Linked DNA regions of Rattus norvegicus: region 2 is linked to region 1. The links are chromatin contacts, called in public Hi-C maps. All regions are on one chromosome and are shown on one strand. The core of a region is the stretch at or near the end of the contact, and the rest is flanking DNA. Distances in the headings are between cores, read along the strand shown. Region 1 overlaps Rorb (RAR-related orphan receptor B). Region 2 holds the start of Rorb (RAR-related orphan receptor B).

What was found. Hi-C and Micro-C count contacts between places; a contact is called where the count stands out from the background.
Region 2: a contact with region 1 is called in a Hi-C map of Schwann cells, with 3 times the contacts expected there. The contact joins the promoter of Rorb here to the enhancer-like site in region 1. A contact is called at or near these places in 2 of 12 Hi-C or Micro-C datasets (Schwann cells and frontal cortex) and 1 of 1 datasets of contacts at active chromatin or transcription factors (oligodendrocytes).

What each region holds. Positions count from the first base shown.
Region 1 is chr1:225,824,278-225,828,154 of GRCr8, reverse strand. The region is part of intron 4 of Rorb (RAR-related orphan receptor B); the gene reads left to right. Among named protein-coding and RNA genes, the nearest start is that of Rorb, 140 kb to the left of the region's middle. Within about 2 kb of position 1,789, at least 2 of the 93 cell types and tissues checked have an H3K27ac peak or open chromatin away from gene starts, as enhancers often do.
Region 2 is chr1:225,968,967-225,972,843 of GRCr8, reverse strand. It overlaps Rorb (RAR-related orphan receptor B), which reads left to right and starts at 1,871. Exons shown (of 10, transcript NM_001270958.1): 1 at 1,871-2,502. The coding sequence starts at 2,496.

The DNA.
Region 1 (3,877 bases), core at 540-3,039:
CGGCGAAGACTTTTCATAATTATTTCAAGACATCAGTAGTCTTTACAGCTCTCTCCATGTGCTCTAAATTTTCATCAGACTTTAAGGGTGAAATTAGAATTGTCCTGTGAGTGCTCTCCAATGTAACAGACTCTTTTTTTTTTTTTTTTTTTTTTTTTTTTGGTTCTTTTTTTCGGAGCTGGGGACCGAAGTAACAGACTCTTAAACCTAAACAGTGGCTCTGTTCAGACTTTGCTAAAACAGCAATGCCACCTAGTGGACACAAACCCATTCCATCTGTGTGGATCTAAGTGTGTATGATTGCAAGGCCACAGTAGAGTGATGGATACCTCATCTAACGAGCTATCTAAAACGTGCCATCCATGTCACTAAAACACTAAATCCATAGCAGCATCACTGTGGGAGAAGGGGGCGGAGAGTGCTTATGGACGCTGGTTCACAGTCAAGGCTTTTCTCTTGGGCAAGTTACCTGACAACTATGAGTCTCAGCTCTCAATCCAGACCAGCAACAGTCATTGTGTTTACTGTGTAAGGGGATAACTCAGTGGATACCTGTAACTTCTCAGTAGCCATTACTTGCCCTGCCTGAGAAGCCACTGTAACTGTATGATTGGCGTTGTGATTATTACATAATAAGATCCCTAGCTATGACGGGCAGTATAATCACCTTTTACTAGGTTCCCGTATGTACTAAATAATACTCTCCCCTTTAATTTTCATAGCAGTCTTGTGAATAACTGTATGCTCATTTTACAGAAAAAAAAAATTGAGGCTTAGAGGTCACAGTCTCGGTTAAACCAAAGAACAAACTTAAGCCCAGGTCTAAGTCATCAGAAGCCATTCATTTAGACATGGCAGTGTATTCTCTTCTGTCAAACAGTGGTAATCACTCAAAAGCTCATTGCCACTGCTACAGAAAAGCATGTGTGACCCTTGGTGCCTGAAATTGTTCTAGCACTAGATGTGACAGTGCCTAGGTGTTAGGTGACCGTAAATAAACTTCACAGAGTTTTCTATGAACATTTTGTCTTGACTTGATCATTAGGCATCTGAAGCACTTGTTTGCTGGTGTGCTGTCATTAAAAACATTCCTGTACAGACAAGAGAGAGAATCTGGGCTTGGCAACATATTTAATAATGAGTCCAAGACTCCGGCTCACTAAGAAATCTGTGAGCACCACATTTGGCTACTGATTCTGACTGTTGCCTCTGCTTTCTGAAAGGGTAAAGGACATACAGTCCCGCCACCATGCCGAGATCAACTGGTAGGAGTACATCTTTCTTTTAAAGCAAGTTTTGGATTAGCCTCTGTTCAACAAGTCCTTGCAGCTTTGAGATGTTTAATAAAAATGCATTTGTGAACTGCAGCCTAACACTCTGGAAAACTGTGTACCAATCACCAAGTTAATTATATTTAAGTGTTACCTAAGTCAAGAATAAAACTAGACCAATCTGTCCTTCCCCCAAGGGGCCAAGAGAACCCACTTCCTGGGATGCGGATGCTGATGCTAATAGTTCTGGTTTAGAGGAAAATGTACAAATCTTTCCCATGTTTCAGGCATCAAGAAGCTCACCTCCTGCTTCAGGTCAACAGTGAGGAGGCCTCTAGACGAGGTTAAGGGTGAGAAATGGGAGCTCGTTCCCTAAGACACAGTTAGTTAACCAGCAAAGCTTACTCTGACTTCAGCCACCCGTTTTGCTACCATAGACTTCCATGCATGCTTTGAAGGATTTCTTTTAGCAATATTGCAGTCACTAGAAATCAGCAAGATGTGGTTTCTACTCTTGCCATCTAACTGACAGGTGTCAAAAGAAATAATTAAAAGTCAGAGTAGACTAGACTGGCCATCAGCAATGACACACCAACATAGCATGCAGAAGACCCTTAGATGGATTCCCATCATGCTAAACTAAGTAAATTAATTTTTAAAACTGTCATAAAGCCTTAGTCCTAGGGGATTCTGGATGTGAAGGCCTGGGGGCTGGCATGTATCAGTTACTCAGACCTCTTCTTATCAGGAAACTTTTTTATTCCCAGAATCTTGAGGCAAGAAAGCAAAACACAGTTAAGAGAACAGAAACAACAAAGAATATTTCAGAAATATATCCCTGGGCTTTTCAAAGTCCCAAGAGAAAAAGAAGTCATGAAATAAGAAGAACCTGGAAGTCAAGCACAAATTAATATTTAGGCCTCAGTATTGACAGGGCTTGGCTGGAAATTTACTTCGAGCTAGCATGATGGATGTGCTATGTCTCTGGGAATAAATTTTTGCGTGGTTGGTGAGAGAGAAGGGAAGCTAGGCAAAGGATTCTCAGCAAGTGAGCAGAAAAGAAAATGGAGCCGTTGGCTTTTGCTTCCCACCAGAGCTCTCTGATACTCTGGGGATGCTGCAAGATCGTACTCTCAATAAAGCTCACTTACGCTGAAAGATGAGTGACAAGGTATCTAGAAGGTTCCAGACAAGACGGTTCAAGGAGCCAGATAATACTTTTTAAAGGAGAGGGGAAATTAATATATACACACGCATATATCTGAATGTGTATGTATATACATCCTTAAATTAGCTGTAATGCTAAGCGGAATCATGTGCTTCCCACACCATCGCCTGCCTGGGTCTTCCTTCCCGATATAGACAAGGGAATGTGAACTCACTGGTCTCATTGTTTCCACATAGTGTTAACATGGATATATTCTCATATTCCTTTTGTGTTCTATTCACGGAATCTGGAGTTTAAAGTAACAAACACAGAAATAACCCTCATTTTAGATGTGTCTGTTGCATAACAGTATGGTATGAATAGTTAGAGACTGCACAAGGACAGTGGCATAGAAGTGATCTAGTCTCAGGAATGTAGGACTTTATACTGCCCAGGCTACAGAGTCATCCAAAGGATTCCCTCGGGTGCTTTATTTTGCAATTTTTTCTGTAAGTTTCAAATGTTGACTTTAAGAATGAAGTCGACACTGTGGACCCACAGCAGCTCTTTTTAATGGTATAGACTTTTCTACGTATTTTATACCTGCTGTTATTTAACTTCCTGTGGGTGTGTGGTACATAGACCACGAGGGGCAGCTTCTGGAGTATCTATGTCCTCTAGTAGCATCTTCACAAATATAAGTCGCCTTCAGTTTAGAGTAACAGTCTAGTAGGTCATTAACACAAATAGGAACTGAATCTATCAGAGAAAGCATCCAATTGGTTTGCAGAAAGGAAAACACACAGTTAGCTATCAGTAAGCCTTTCTTAGCCTGAGGGAAGACATTTGGTAATGTCCCAAAACCCCCTCCCCAACACTCACTGGCTGGCCACAGACTCTGCAGGCATTTAGAGAAAGTACTAAGATTTGCAATCACAGAACAACCACGTAGGCTTTTTCCAAGTGTTCTACTTCCTGTGGCTCAGTCTCCTCATCTGAAAAGTAAGAGAACTGGATGAAATGACCTCAAAAGGTCGTTTTTTTTTTCACTTTCCAGAGCGTTTGGTCAATGCTCACAGACAATCCTTGTTTCAACCATTGCAACAGGAAAAGCACAGGAAAGTGGTAAAGAGGGACTTCTGAGCCACTGTGCGCTCCACAGCAGTGCTGAATAGCACGGCTCTGGCAGTAGCCAGTGAGGCCCTCCTCAGAGCCCAGGGCTTCCACTTGGTGGCATGACCATTACCAAAACGCAGCCAAGCGCCACTTGCTTCTCTTCATCTGCTCTCCCCTGAAAACATATAACTGAGTAAATAATAACAAAATGAAAGTCAGCAGCTAAGAGAGACATCGGAGGGACTAGGTGGTGTGGCCAGTCCCAAAGCCTTCACGGCTTACACAGTGGAGGCATCTGGTGTGCAGCTGAGCGACAGCTATAAGAAAAACCTACCTGTCCTCA
Region 2 (3,877 bases), core at 622-3,121, 140 kb before region 1:
TTGTTCATTTCATTTAATTAATGACTCAATCAACTTTTACTCTTTCCTCAAAATGTTCCTAAATTACACAATGGTTTGCAAATGGAACGGCCCACAGCAGAACTGTTTTTAGTTAAACACTGACAGAAGATTCAGGAAGTAATACATTTCTTATTGGAGAGGTAACTAGTTGACTGTGTTCAATGTACAGAGGACTGAGGGACCCCAAATTCTACAACATATTATGTTACCCAAAGCAACGTGAATAAATACTGGCCAAAAATAATCAAGTTATTTGGATCTGGAGAATGTTGAGGAGATCCATTTCTCCAACGGCTGCAACATTGAGTCCTGTCTCTGTGCTTTCAAAATTATCAAGCAAAGTTTTGCAATTCTTGTCTTATGATGATCAATTAACCAAAATTTTCAAGCAGTCCCTAACTACACGGAAGGAAATCGATGTCGTGCATCTATATTATGTGTTTGTTCATCTACAAAGAATGAAACTGTGCCAAAAACAAACAAAAAAAACAAAACAAAACAGTTTTGATCCTTGTGTTTCATTTTGTTTTGTTTTGTTTTTCAGAACACAAGTAAATTGTCACAGGTGACAAATTTTGTATAAAGAATGCAGTAACATGACTGTTGTTTTAATACCAAGCTCTCCTACATAGGTATCTCTAGGGAGCTACTAGCCAAGCGCCTTGCTCTTTAAACCTTCACCAACCAAACAGAACCACAGTCTTGCCTTCTACTCTAGGCTCTTTGCCAAGTATCCTGTCACTAAGGTGACCAAAAAAAGTCAAATGAGCCTGTCTTTAAGTCCTGCAACCAGGGTCAGAGGGTTTCCAACAGCTAAAGAAACCCATGACCTTGACAAAGGAACCTGGGACTACTGAGAAAGGAAGGAGAACGAAGTAGGAGAAGAGGCAGAGAGAGGAAGAGAGGATCTCAGGCTCAGCATTAGTTATTAAAGTTAGAGTGAGGAGTGGGGAACATTTGAACAGTCTTTAAAAGAAGCTGCCAGAGCTCCCAGGGGCTAGACCACCAACCAAAGAGCACACATGGAGCGACATATGGCTCCAGCTGCATAAGTAGCAAAGGATGGCCTTGTCAGGCATCAATAGGAGGAGAGGTCCTCAGTCCTGTGAAGGCTAGATATATCAGAGTAGGGGAATGCCAGGGTAGGCAGACAGGAGTAAGTGGGTGGGTAGGAGAGTACCCTCACAGAAGCAGGAGGATAGGGGGAAACGGAGAGGAAACCAGGAAGGGGGTGACATTTGAAATGTAAATAAGTAAAATACCCAATGAAAATATGTAAACTATTAAAAGAAGAGTCTGCGCGGAGCTAGAGGAGTGTGGTTTTGTAGTTTACCTCTAAGGCAGAAGCGTCCCGACAAGCTAAACACCCTGCCAGAGGAGCGGACTTAATGGAAAAGGAACTCTTCAAAACGCTGCTGTAAATACAAAACTCTTTCAGGACTCTTGAAGTGAGAGAGGGAAGGACGGTGCAGCCCAGCAGTTCCCCTAGACACTTTTCTCCAAAGAACTGACTGGCCAATGTCCCTTTCTAACTGCTAGAGTCAGAAGTGAACGTCACTCTCAGATCTGCCTCACTCTCCCGGGCGCTCTAGGCTTGGCCCAGATCGGACCTCAGATAGGACCTTCTCTAATTCCCAGTCTGGGTCCGCACATCCTGGGACACCCGAGTCCCTAGCCCCGCCCCCTGTCCCCAAGAGCGTCCCCTCCCCCGCCTTCCCAGCCTCTCCACGCACTGCGGGAAGCTGATTGGCCGTGGTGCTGACAGGAGGCGGGGCCAGGAAGTCCGGCCAAACCCGCCCTCACGTATAAGCCTCTTCTGCGCTCGCTCTCTCCACCTCTCTCCTCTTTTCTCTCTTGCTCCCTTCCTCTCTGCAACTGAACAGTGAAATTTCACATTGTGGATCCGCTAACAGGCACAGATGTCATGTGAAAGCGCACATGCTCTGCCATCCATGCCGCCTTTCTTTCTTTCCTGTTTCCTTTTTTTCACCCCTTGATAATTCTCCCTCTTCTTTGTAACTAACAAAACCACCACCAACTCCTCCTCCTGCCGCTGCCCTTCTCCTCCTCCTCAGTCTAAGTGATCACAAAAGAAATCTCCGAGCCCGAGGCGGTGGCATTTTTTTTTTTTTAAAGCAAGCACATTGGAGAGAAAGAAAAAAGAAACAAACAAACAAACAAAAGCAAAACAAAACCCAGGCACCAGCCAGCTAGGACATTTTTTTTTCCACACTGCCTGAAAACAAACAAACAGCCATCAGAAACAGTCATCAGCAACAGCATCAAAACTGTTAGCTTAGCGGCGGCGGCCACCGTCACCCTGTGGCCACGACATCTGCCTAAAGGGATGCTTCTCTCAGCGGAGCAGTTCTACGCCGACCGCCTTCTTCCCTCGTGCTGAGCGGGATTTTTGGGTTCTCTGGGGTTCGGGCTGGGAGCTTCATGACTACACGGAGCAGGACAGCGGCCACATCATGCGAGGTAAGCAAGCACGCGGGCGCCCAGAGCAGGACAACTCTAGCTAGACCCGGAGCTTTGGGGGAGGGGAGAGCTCTCGGCCCAAGGGAAGAGAGCTTGGCTACGCGCAGCTCCCCGAGTTCGGTTCGCAGGTGGGACTGCAAATGGAATGGGCTTGGAAAGTTGTGGGAAGGTGTGGAAGGCTCGGGGATTTCGGCAGGACGCGGGAGGGCGCTTTTTGGAGATGGGGACAGTGCTAATCGCGTCTCCCAGTTCTGGATTTGCTCTGAATCTTTCCTGCGCGTCGCTCTCCGGTGCGCCACAGGACAACACCGGAGAGAGAGCTGGAAGCGGGGTGACTTTGGGTAGAGGCAACTGAAAGCTCGTGCCCCGCCGCGGTCGCTAGCTAGAGGTGAACTCCCTGGCGTATGTGGAGATCACAGTGGGCCAAGCTGCCAGATGCAGGAGCATCCCAGTCTATAGGCGCGTCCTTTTCCAGAAATAGTAAACATCGTATACTCCCGCGCGCTGGAAGCAGATGCTTATCCTGGACCTTCCTTAGGTCCCTTGCTCTCTGTTCCGCTTCACTCTGGCTGGGCCAACCCCACCCACCCACACCCCCAATAAAAAGTTGGTAGGAGAAAGTTCTGGAGAGTGAAGGCCTTACTACTCACATGGGAGAAACCAGGGGCTCAAGCTCTTCTGTGAGATAAAGGACCGAAATGGGAGCTAATGCTAAGTGAACCTTCTGGACAGGACCACTATCGGCAGTGTCCGGTGCGACCTCAGCGTCAAGTGGCCCTCGGAGAAGGCAGAGCTGAGTACCCTGCTCTTACTCCAAGACTGGGAGCTACCCGAGCAGCTGGCCAGAGGGCTTACGGAGTCAATTTGTAGATCTCTGTGATACAAGTTTCTTGCTCTGTGCTGCAGACCTTTCCCACTTCACAGTAGGACACAATTTCCCTCTTTTCTTAAAGAGGCCACCGGGTGCCCTCCTGACTTGGACATCTGCATAGGTCTGGACACCCAGCGCCTATATCCAAGCTTCTCTTCTTTGATGTATGGTGTTCCTATGGTGGCTTTTCTCTCTGATTCACAAGTCCCTCCAGAACAAAAATAGGCGACAGTCAACTCTGGACCTTCTTGCATCTTGGACGGAAGTGCTTTTGAGCAGGACACGTTTAGAATAGAGCCCCAAAATACCAATCTCCATCCATCCGGCTGCCTGCTCTGGTGCACTATCCTTTCTCCTTTTAGGGAGGATTGGGCATGACGCTCACCCTGGCCATTCTCGAGGAGCCCTAGTCCTGTCTTGACCTTAAAGACATACAGATACTTGGGCCATCAGCTTGAGCCCTGGTCTGTGTAAGACAAAGCAGGACAAAAAGGGATGGAGAGA